Regions from separate parts of the Anas platyrhynchos genome. Here region 1 is linked to region 2. Evidence: chromatin contacts called from public Hi-C data. All regions are on one chromosome and are shown on one strand. The core of a region is the stretch at or near the end of the contact, and the rest is flanking DNA. Distances in the headings are between cores, read along the strand shown. Region 1 holds the start of CCND1 (cyclin D1). Region 2 has its middle 74 kb from the start of SMIM38.

The links. A called contact is a pair of places that touch in the nucleus more often than the background predicts.
Region 1: a contact with region 2 is called in a Hi-C map of F5 follicle, with 2.9 times the contacts expected there. The contact joins the promoter of CCND1 here to the enhancer-like site in region 2. A contact is called at or near these places in 3 of 8 Hi-C or Micro-C datasets (F5 follicle, small yellow follicle and subcutaneous adipose tissue).

Annotation. Positions count from the first base shown.
Region 1 is chr5:47,775,747-47,781,097 of IASCAAS_PekinDuck_T2T, forward strand. It overlaps CCND1 (cyclin D1), which reads left to right and starts at 3,589. Exons shown (of 6, transcript XM_013102661.5): 1 at 3,589-3,738; 2 at 4,171-4,530. The coding sequence starts at 4,333.
Region 2 is chr5:47,479,318-47,484,708 of IASCAAS_PekinDuck_T2T, forward strand. No RefSeq gene overlaps it. Among named protein-coding and RNA genes, the nearest start is that of SMIM38, 74 kb to the left of the region's middle. Within about 2 kb of position 3,389, at least 4 of the 8 cell types and tissues checked have an H3K27ac peak or open chromatin away from gene starts, as enhancers often do. A contact at or near this core is called in F5 follicle and small yellow follicle, where this site is marked.

The DNA.
Region 1 (5,351 bases), core at 2,339-4,838, 300 kb after region 2:
TGCCTTGGTTGTGGACAAAATATGCTCAAACTCTATACAGACTTTAAAGGGAAGATAAGGTTGGGGCTTTATTGTGCGTTTCAAGAAAAGATGTAGCCATTCCCCTTTTCCAGATCCTCCTGTTCTCACCACAATATTCCAGGAAATTGCCTGCCCATTTCAAGACATGCCACAATTAGTGCTTGTGCCATGGTACCCATGCACAGAACACAACTTGTGCCTAACGGAGATTCTGGGTGTATTTTGGGTTGGAAATAAATAGTAAGGTTTATTTCCCCACCCCTTCCCTCCCTTCAGGCATTTACAGTCTTGCTTTTGCCTGCTGTACCATTTTCCAGTGGAGAATGTGTCAGACGATCTCAACCTCACTGCGTCCATCCATACGTCTTCTTAGCCCAATGCAAGTGTAACTAGGGGATCCCGTAAGAACCAAAGTTTCAGCAACATGCCATTTCCCTGCCATCAAGTGCATGGAGGTGTTACACATGCTGAGTGACCCTTACCATTTGCTGAGTGACTGGTGGCCCTACCAACAGAGAGCTGCAGAGTTGGCACTTAGGTAAAACCACTTGGCTCTCCAACCAGGAATCAAGAAAATGCAAAGGACAGAGGCAATTTAGAGCGGAGTGCCATCACACTGTGATTTTGATTGTTCTTTACCTTAAAAGTGAGCAGTGGTGCTGCTACCTTTGTACAACCACTAGGCCAAGATAACGTTAATACCATAGGAAATTTTATATGCAGGAAACAAAGCATCTCTGATGCAGCAGCTAGTCAGTCATGTTGTATTTTGGCTTTTCACTTGAATCCCTCTGAAATGTAACCCATGGTCAGAATGACAATTCCTCCCCCAAAAGGACCAAGAAGAAGCATCCACAATTTAAGGTTGTAAATCTGAGCAATTTACTAAGTGATGTAAACCCAAATGAAAATTAGCCAACAAAAGACATTCAGTTGAGTTCAGTGGGAGGCTGTTATCATACCTTGCATTCTCTGCCTGTCGCTAGTGGGACAGGTAAGAAGTAACCACAGGGGACACACAGCTACCCTACAGATGGTAAATATAAGATAAATAGCACACAGAGATGTAACTGTAGGAGTGTGTGTTTCACGGAGTATCCCATATTCTTTTATTTTAAAATAAGCACGTACAGAATACCAGCTACCACAAGGAGATCAAATTAGGCATGAATATTCCTTAAGTGTTTGATAGGGCCATAATCTCATCTGTCAGGGCTTTCAGTTCTTCACTTCCCCTGCTGATTTATGGAAACACGCAGACGGGGTTCCCCGCGGCCTGTCGCCCCATGTTGGTGTCTGCATTTCTGTATTTTCCGCCGGGTTGGTGCAAAATGGCAGCACCCTGCATCCACCACAGAAAGGTGCTCACACGAGGCAAAAGGTAGCAGAGACCCAGGCGCTGCGGGTTTGTTTGGTTGTAGCCACTAGTTCGGTGTTACAGGCCCGATCCTGCTGCCTTTGGTGGTGGAGGTAATGCTCCCACTGAATTCGGGAAAAAAAAAAAAAGCCTGAGTTTTGCGAATTTATCATTTTGTCATCTGTGCTTCGGGTCAGAACTATCAGAACTACAACCCAGAATTACAGCCCTTGGGTCAGGGCCAAGCGATCCCTACGGGCTCCAGGAGCGCCCGCCCGCCCCTCGCAGCAGCGCCGGCCCCGGCGGTGCCGCCCGCCGGCAGGTGCGCGGGCCGGGAGGCGAAGCGCGCTCCCGGGGGCGAGGGGCGCGCGCCCGCGGCCCGGCGGCACGCCAGGAATGCGCGCGCCCGCGGCTTTGTCAGCGGCGGCGGCGGCGCGCGGGGCGGGGTGACGTCATGAGAAAGTGCCGGCGGGGGCGGGGCTGGGGAGGAGCGGGGCGGGGGCACCGGGACCGGCACCGGCACCGGCAGCGGGAGGGGGGCGGCACGGCACGGAGGGCACAGACTGACAGACAGACGGACAGACTGACTGACTGACGGACTGACTGACTGACTGACGGGCAGCCCCGGGCTCGGTCCCCCGGACCGGCCCCTGGCCGTTAAGAGGCCGTTAAGGGCCGTTAAGAGCCGTTAGAAAGCCGTTAAGAGGCCGTTAAGGCGCCGCCCCCGCCCCCCCCGGCAGGTAGCGGCGGGGCGGGCCCCGGCCGGGCAGGTGCGGGGCGGCTCCGTGCTGGGACGCGCCCCGGGGGCCGCCGAGCCCCTTGGGGGTCTCCCCCCCGTGTCCGGTGCCCTTTGTGCCGGCGGGCGCGGGCGGCCAGATCTGCCCGGTAACAGCGCGGCGCCGCCATTGGCCCGCGCTAATGGGCGCTTCCTGCGGCCGCGCCGCCCCGCAACGCGCCGGGGGCTCCCCCGGGCCCCGCGCCAGCGCCGCGCCCCGGCCCCGGCCCCGGCCCCGCTCCCGCCCCGCGTGCGAGCGCAGCGCCGGCACCTGAGGGGCGGCGGGGGGCTGGCAGCGGGAGCGCGCCCCGGGGCCGCCCCTCCCGGCTCCCCCAGCCGGCCGCTCCCCCAGTTGGGCCTCGTGTCTGCGGCTGCAGGGTCCCCACGTGCTGCCCGGCCTCGCTGCGCTGGGAGAGCACCAGGCAGGGGCACGGGCACGGGCATGGGCACGGGGAGCGGCCTCCTCGCCGAGAAGCCCTCCCTGGGCAGCCCCCCGGGCTGCTGAGCACAAGGGTTGCCGAGCTCCACGGGCGTCGCGTGCCCCGCGTGGGTGAAGACAAAATGGAGGCGAGCGGCCAGGCACGGCGCGGAGCTGGGCGTGCTGCGTGCGGGGAGGTTACGCAAGCACGCAGCCCTGCACCGACATGCCCTGAGAGCCCTGGCACCGCTCCCCCGAGGTCACGCACCAGGGATGCTGCGCGGCCCTGCAGCGAGCGTGCTGCGGCCACGAGACCCCGACACCAGCACTGCTTCGGCGATCCCATCCCGAGCTGGGAGCGGGCTGCAGCTGGTGGCTGTGCTCAGGGTGGGCCCACACGAGGCAGCGCCAGCCCTGCTGCTCGTGGCCTTCCCGCTCCGCTTCGGGCCCAGGCGTTTCTCCCGCGGAGCAGCCGCGTTGGCTTCGCCTCTGGTATTTTCCAGTGGGCCCCAAGCTCCCCTATCAGCCCGCGGAAAAGCGAGGAGTAGTTTAAAGGAGGCTTTCTACCAGAAACAAAGCCAAGCCGGGCGTTCTCAGGTACAGGCAGCCCGGCGGGGCTGGGGGCCGGGAGTTATTTACGGCAGGGCCGTGCGGCCACATGTCAGCGTGGACGGGCTGCCCTCGCCGCATGGCACCGTGCAGCACGGGTGGATGCTGGCACCTCCCCCGGCTCATCTCCCCGTAGGTGCGGGAGGAAGCCCTGGCCACCATTTTGCTGCTCTGCGGGGAGATTTTCCGCTGGGTGGCTGTGCGGTGGGGGCGGGGTGCTGAGGGCGGCCTGCCCGGCCTGCGCTGCCACTCGCCGTCGTGTCCCCCACCACCCCAGTGCCCCTTCGGGAGGGTAAAGCCTTGAAAGTGAAAGGGGAGGCGTGAAGGAAGGAAGGGAGGGAGATGCACCGTCTTTGCAGGAAGGGGGGGGGGACCCCAACTCTTTTACGTTTCTGTCCTGCAGCAAAATCATTGAGGGGCTGTGGAGTTAAAAAAAAAAAAAAAAAAAAGGAAAAAAAAAAGAATGAGGAAATGGGAGAAAGCTGCTCCCTTGGGATCGACTACAAAGGCTGCACGTCCAGGTCGGGAGCACGTGTGTTTAAAGGACAGATCTTCCAGGTACGCATCGCGGAGGGCAGGCACGGTAATTGATAAGGGAGAGCGAGGCGCTGGTGCTGCCCGGCTCCCCCTCCTTGGCGCCCCCAGTAAAATAATACCAACCGCGTCTCCCTGTATTTATATCCATGTGTGCCTGTGTGTGGCCTAGCCCCATTCATCATTTGGCTCCCACTGCAGAACTCTCTCCATTTTTAAAATTATGCATGATACACTGAAGAGACAATTTGGGTTTCCCCCACCTCTCCCTTGCCCTTGAAGAAAGCAAGCCCTTGTCTCATTTGCATTTGCATTAAACCCCTGCTCTCTATAAGCTAAGCAAAGGGGAAGGACTTGAAGCCTATGGGATGGCTTTAGGGCTCTGCCCCTTGCTTTTGGCTCTCTCTCTCTCTCTTTCTCATTCTCTCTCGTGCTTTGATCTCTGCTTAACAACAGTAACGTCACAGTTTTGTTGGAAGTTAGAAAGTTTTGCAGCCTCCAGAGGGCTGTAGCGGCAGTAGCAGAAGCAGCATCCAAGGGACTCCTGGAAGGGGAAGAGAGAGAGCGAGAGACTGACTCAGTCCTTGAGAAAACTGACTCGAGACGAAGGAGGCAGACATGGAACATCAGCTGCTGTGCTGCGAGGTGGAGACCATCCGACGAGCCTACCTGGATGCCAACCTCCTCAACGACAGGGTGCTGCAGACAATGCTCAAGGCGGAGGAGACCTGCTCGCCCTCGGTGTCCTACTTCAAGTGCGTGCAGAAGGAAATCTTGCCATATATGAGGAAAATAGTTGCCACTTGGATGCTGGAGGTCTGTATGCTCCGGGGGGTTCCGCGCCGCTCCCTCGCCCCCCGCGCTCAGCCCCGGCGCTGCCCGCCCGGCCCCGGCTCCGGCTGCGGCTGCGGGGCCGGGGCTGCCCGGAGCGGCCCCGGGCCCCCCCCCCCGGCGGGGCGGCCGCGCACCCCCTGCCCGCGAGGGCCCCGCTCCGGCGGCGGCCGTGCGAGGGGAGCCGGGGGCTGAGCGCGGCCGGAGGCGGCCCCCGCCCGGCTCCCTCCCGGCCCCGCCGGGCAGCCCCGGGCCGGCCCCGCCGCGCAGCCCCCGGGCGGCTGAGCGCTGCCGGGGGGTTTCTTTAAAATTAATATCCCTGTACACGTATGCAAGCGCTGCCCGTGCCAGTATTACGCGCCATCTTTGTTCTTTTATTGCAGAGCAAAAAAAAAAAAAAAAAAAAGTGTTTATTAATCGGCAGAAAATTAGAAAGTCCCGGGGAGCGCGCCAAGGGCGGCCGGGCGGGCGGGGGGGAGCGGGGCCGGGGCCGGGGGAGCGGGGCCGGGGGCCGGGGGGAGCCCGGCGGGGCTGCGGGCAGGGGCACGGCCGGAGGGGCTGCGGCGGCCCCCGGGGAGCGGCGGGGTGAAAGTTTCTTTGTTCGGCGCCGAGGGCGGCCGGAGCCGCGGTGCCCCCTCCGCGCCGCGCCTGTGCCGCGGCGGCGAGCCCGGCGGCGAGCCCGGCCGGGCAAAGCGAGGGGGAAAGGGCCTCGGGCAGGGGCGCGACGCGGCCGGGGGGGCTCCCGGCTGGAGCCCCAGAAGCCGGGCTACATTTTCGTGCCTTTTGGGCGGCCCTGGGCGCCCGCG
Region 2 (5,391 bases), core at 2,139-4,638:
CAACAACTCAGTATGCACTTCTGCTGGTTCAAATCATGGCTCTCCTGGCAAGTTTCTAAAATCTTCAAAGAAAAGCAAAATATTAATGTCTAGTATTCAGAAATATTCTACAGGGAAAATAGGCACAATTATTAAAGTTCACTTTCAATGAGTGTAATCAAGCTGGTTATGTGTTCATGGCAATTTTCCTGGAAAACAAAGGCAAGAGGTACTATTCTCATATTAGCAGAGCTTTTCTTAAAGGTGTGCTTGGATATCTTGTAGCATTCTTTTGGTGGTATTATTCTGTGCTCTCTGCTTTTTCAAAGTACATTGCTACTTTTGGTCTTATTCTTGTAGAGTATTAACAGAGCACGTTCAGCTATCATACAATCTTTCCATGAAATAAATAAATAGATAAAATGACTAGAAACAGCTAAGAAGGAAAAGAGAGGCATATAAACCAGATAAAAGGAGATGCTTTTGCTTTTTGTCTTCTGTTTATACTCAGTGTGTATTTGTTCACTTACTGTCTAGGCCTCTTCCTTGTCCCTTGGACTATAATTTAATTGATCATCAGCCTGATGGCTCCTCATAAGATAATTCCATGTGCTGGATACTTTCTACATTAACTATGATGCCTAAGTTCACTTTCTGTTCTCAACTTCCACCACTTAAAAATGACAAACTTAGGTGTTTCCTGTGTTCTCCAGAATTATAGCAGCTGCAACAAAGAATCCCTAACCAATTTTCCAGGCTGATTCATCCAGCCTCTTCCTCCTGCTTTGTTGCTGTTCTCTCACCTAACATAGCTGTAGAGTACAAACTCCGACAAATTGCTTAAAATCATAATTTCTAAGTGGTTTTCCCACCTAGAATATATCCTGCTGTGTAATAGGCTTTTAACCACAGCTAATAATTTCCTATGGGAGTTTGTTAGGTAGAAAATTAAATGAAAATCTGAAGCAGCTTGAAGTTGTGTCCATTTTTGTCTTAATATTTTATCTGTAAGTTACTCATAAAAATTAGGAAATGGTTTGGAAAATTATCGAAGAGCAAAAATTGATTCAGTCATTTGCATATGGCACTATGAAATGATTTGCATAAGCTGTTCTGAATAGAAAATGCTGTAATGGTGACAATTCTGGATACATGAGGAGAACTGGCAAGATCTATGCTTATCTTAAATTTGATGTGTGCCTTGGATGAGGGTCAGAAGAAAGTTGGAGTAAATTGTTTGCTTTTAATGTCCGGTTCCTTAAGGAGTTGGGTGGGTCCAACATCTAACAGTCTAAGCCATAAAGGAAAACTCTTATGTAATTTGCAGCAAATCCAAAGCTTCATCTAAAAGCTGTGGCTCATCAAACTCACAAGTGCTGTATTCAGGGAAATATGATGTTGCAACGCGCATTACATCAGTATTGCAGATACAGTGCACTTGGTACTGCTGTTGCTTGAAATTGCTGACTTGTAATTTTTCATCTGGACCAACTGAGTCAGCAAGTTCATTCTATTTGGAGCTGTTTTATTTCTACAGCAAATCTGCTTTCAAGCAGTCGCAATGAAAATACAACATATTTCCTGCATTCCTTAGCAAAAGCCATTGTTTTTAATTTTACTTTTTACCTTGTGTACAACTGTGGCTCCTGGAAAAGGAGGAATCCTCTCTACTTATTTTTGACAAGCACTAGAGTCTAAACGTTAACAACCACCAGTTCAGTACTTGATTGCACTAAGTGTGATAGGCAGAAGTAGTTGCAGAGACCCACCTGTCCGTTCTTCTTGGATCTGCGATGTTGCATGCAATCAGCATCCTGGAGTTGAGCTAGGATAGCCCATACAAACAAATTTCCTCCTGCTATGACATGGACTGACCTGTGTTATCAGATGTCAATACTTAAAGACACTGTGGGCCTGGATTTCACCCTACCCAGTTGTTTTTAAAATAAAGGATGAGGAACAATGAGGTGAGGGCATGGAAGAAGACCAAAAGAATATCAGGGTCACTTACTGCTGGCAGAGTTACTCTCTGTAAAGATGCTCTTCCAGATTCAAGCTGGTTGCATGGCCATATCATTAGGTTATTGGTGCCTCCCGCTGTATTTTCATCTTGGACAATGGGCTGTACTGCAGCACACACTTGCCTTGTGGTCTGGGAATAGCCTGGAGTGGCACGGATTGAAAATGTCTGGCTAATGTATGTGCACATCTGCACTTCAGATATAGAGCTGAATGGCCACAGCTAGAAAAGGCCATGTTTGCATGAGAGCGGTTGCAGAGAAAGTGATGTCTTACAAGACCTGGGAAAATGTAAACAAATGTTGTATAATATTGAAAGGGTTACAGCAGAGAGACTAGGCCAGGCTCATGGAAGTCACTACTGTTGAAGAAACAAAACGTGGCAGATACGTGGGAGGAGAAGGGACACATCAGACACGGAGCGGGGGCAGAAGAGGGCAGAGAAACAAGTAATTGCAGAGAAATGCAGTAGAGCAAAATAGGCTGCCAATCTACAGAGCTAACATACCTCTGATCGCTGAAGCAACTTTTTAAGCAACTTTGTAGAGGAGACGTGAGAAGTAAATACGCAAACAATGCTTCTTTTGTTTCAATGAGAAATTAGTTAAGTTTGGTGTATATATCACACAAATATTTGAGGATATTTAAGAGTAGTTACAGACTCAGAAATTATGAAGTTAGTAAGAAGAACTGTAGATACCAACGTGAGGGAAAAAGGCTGTATATTCACTTGGCAGAAGATGGGAACATATTTGTAAAGATGGTTTAAAAGCTTCTGGCATACAGCAGAGCATAGACTCAGAGCAAATATATTCCATACATCACTGGAGCCTAACTTGCAGCTTGGCAAATGTCCTGCAGGCTTGAGTTGGAGTTTTAAATTTGATCTTTCACTTGCATACTACCTGTGGTTATGCAGTTGTTGTCTGGCTGCTTTCAAGCATTTCATGACTTGTGCGATTTCAGCCTGCATTCTCTCTGCTTTAGAATCCCCATGTCTTAACATTTTTGATGTAAAACATGGAGGTCTTCCTATTTAACAACCCCCAAAACGCTGAGAGCCTGGTGAGTAAAGGATTTTCAAAGGCTCAGACAGCAGAAATAGGCAGCTTCCATATTTTGCTTACTTATGTGAAATGAATGTGAATTCTTATACATCTCAAGTCTGCCGATCATTTTTAATGTTTTCACTGGAAAATGTTTCACTTAACCATAGTAGTTATCAGTAGAAAAAAAAGTAGATTATATATGTTCCACATAATTAGTAGAAATCAGAGCTCTGTTGCAATGATTTTTGTCTTTGCTTTCAGAGTGTCAGCTTCCTTCCTGTTCCTCTGAAACAGCTGGTGCTGGCCTCCGCCTTTCACTGAATGGTGGCCCAGGTGGGCCAGAGCTGCGATGCAGGCTGTGAGAGGATGCAGAGAGAGAGGGTAAGGGGTACTTGTGGAAGAAAGGGTGAGGGGAGCTTATGTCCCTAAAACAGCTTTCTGAACATGTGTGGGTCAAGCCCCTTGCCATTCCTGGAGTAAGAAAAAAAGATCCACCAAGAGGTACAGGGAGGGACTGAATTTTTTTAAGCCCCCGTAGACAGAGGGCAAGTGAGGGTTATGTGCAGTGCTCCAGTTTTCTTTGCTCTGAGGAGGCCAAGAAATAGGAATGATAACATTCATTTTTCCTCGTTATCATCTTTTGTCTTTCTGTGCAAAACGTTAGATAAAGTTTGAGCCATAACAATGGAGAAAGAGCTATTCCAAATATTCCTCATGTGGGTGCTAGATGGCGCCATAGATTAATGCTCCAGGCCTTTATCTAGGGATGTTCTGGGGCCAACTCAGCATGGTCAGGTAACAACTTAGCAATTAGTTTGCTTGTGGGAAATTGGATCAACAAAGATATTCAGATTCTTAAATCCTCCTCGTTTCCTAGACTACGCTGGACATCTTCGAGGACTCAGAAGTCTAGCTGGAGCCATGCCACAATAAATGGGGCCACAGCCTTCAGTGGACACCAGTACCTGCTGCACCAGGAGCCTCTCACTTACTCTGATTGTTAGACTCTAAAAAGCTAGGTGACTCAAACAACAGAAGTCATTCACTTGCCTTCACATATCCAAGTGGAGAAAAGTACAGCTGCTGGAAGTGCAGTGAGTTTAATCTCTTTCTGTCATCCACAAACTTTTTAATTAATTAATTTATTTATTTATTGTGATCACGCATGTTAAAAAAAGCAAAAGTAAGAAACCAACAACCCATAATTCTTCTGGCACCGTTGAGATATATTTCCGTTTTTTCAGGCTATTTCTGTTGTTGTGTTGTTAAAGGATACTTGCCTGGAACCATCCAAACTTTCCACTGAACTATTAAAAAAAAAAAAAGCACAATAGAATAAACTGGAAAGCACATCTCTATGCACAAATGTCAGCACACTGTTGGGCATGGGGTTTGTATTCAGACAAAGTCTTGCTTTCTTTCTGGGAAAAAGACTCTTACTTAAAAACAAATGGTTTATAAAACAATGCAAAGAGACTGGGAAGACCACTTTATTGTGAAAAACTTAAAATTCAAATAACACCATGTGAGAACTTTCAGTGGTCAGTGATGGGAGCAGCCACAAAACAATTTGGAGTATGATCAGGGGGAACTAGAAACTACTTAATGGGGCTTAAATATCCAGCTCAAACAGATACACTGGATTGTGCAGTGGCAATATGCAGCAAATTCAGCAATAACCAGCTTCAACCTCTCCATCCCCCAACCCTTCATCATCATCATTGGACACACAGCTGTTAGCAAGAAGACTTGTGTATGATTGGCTTAGAAAATGAGTTACTCTTTCATATCTGGAAGGGTTGAAACATAGTGATGCCATCATCAGTCTCAGCTCTGTGGATGTGCAAAAAGCCTCAATATCCACCCTAATCAGCTGAAATGAGAGGCAAAGTTCATGGTGGGTGTCCAGAGCAGGGGATTTTTTAACCGTCCTCCCTAGGGCATCTGGTATGGGTTACGATCAGAAGCGCAACCTGTGGCACAAGAGCTGTGAGGTAGGAGACCAGGGTCCTATTGCTGCAGCTGGGGACAAGCTGTTCTGCTCCTCAGTGACCCTCTTTCTCTTCCCACCCTTTCTCTTTTGCTGGTGGAAATGCAGGCTCCTGAAGGCCTTGGCTTACTTGTTTTCTCAGCACTCAGGGCTCTGATCCACCATGTGCTACCGTGATACAAACAACTGCTTTCAAGCTTCTGAAAAAACAGACACAAAAATAATATTGCTTAGACAAAATACCTTGGGAAGAAGCTCTCAAGATTTGTTCTAGCCAAGAATGCAGATGTGTATGTCTGTTTATTGACCATGTAAAGAGCAGCAGAGGGGACAGACGTTCCTTATGGGGCACAT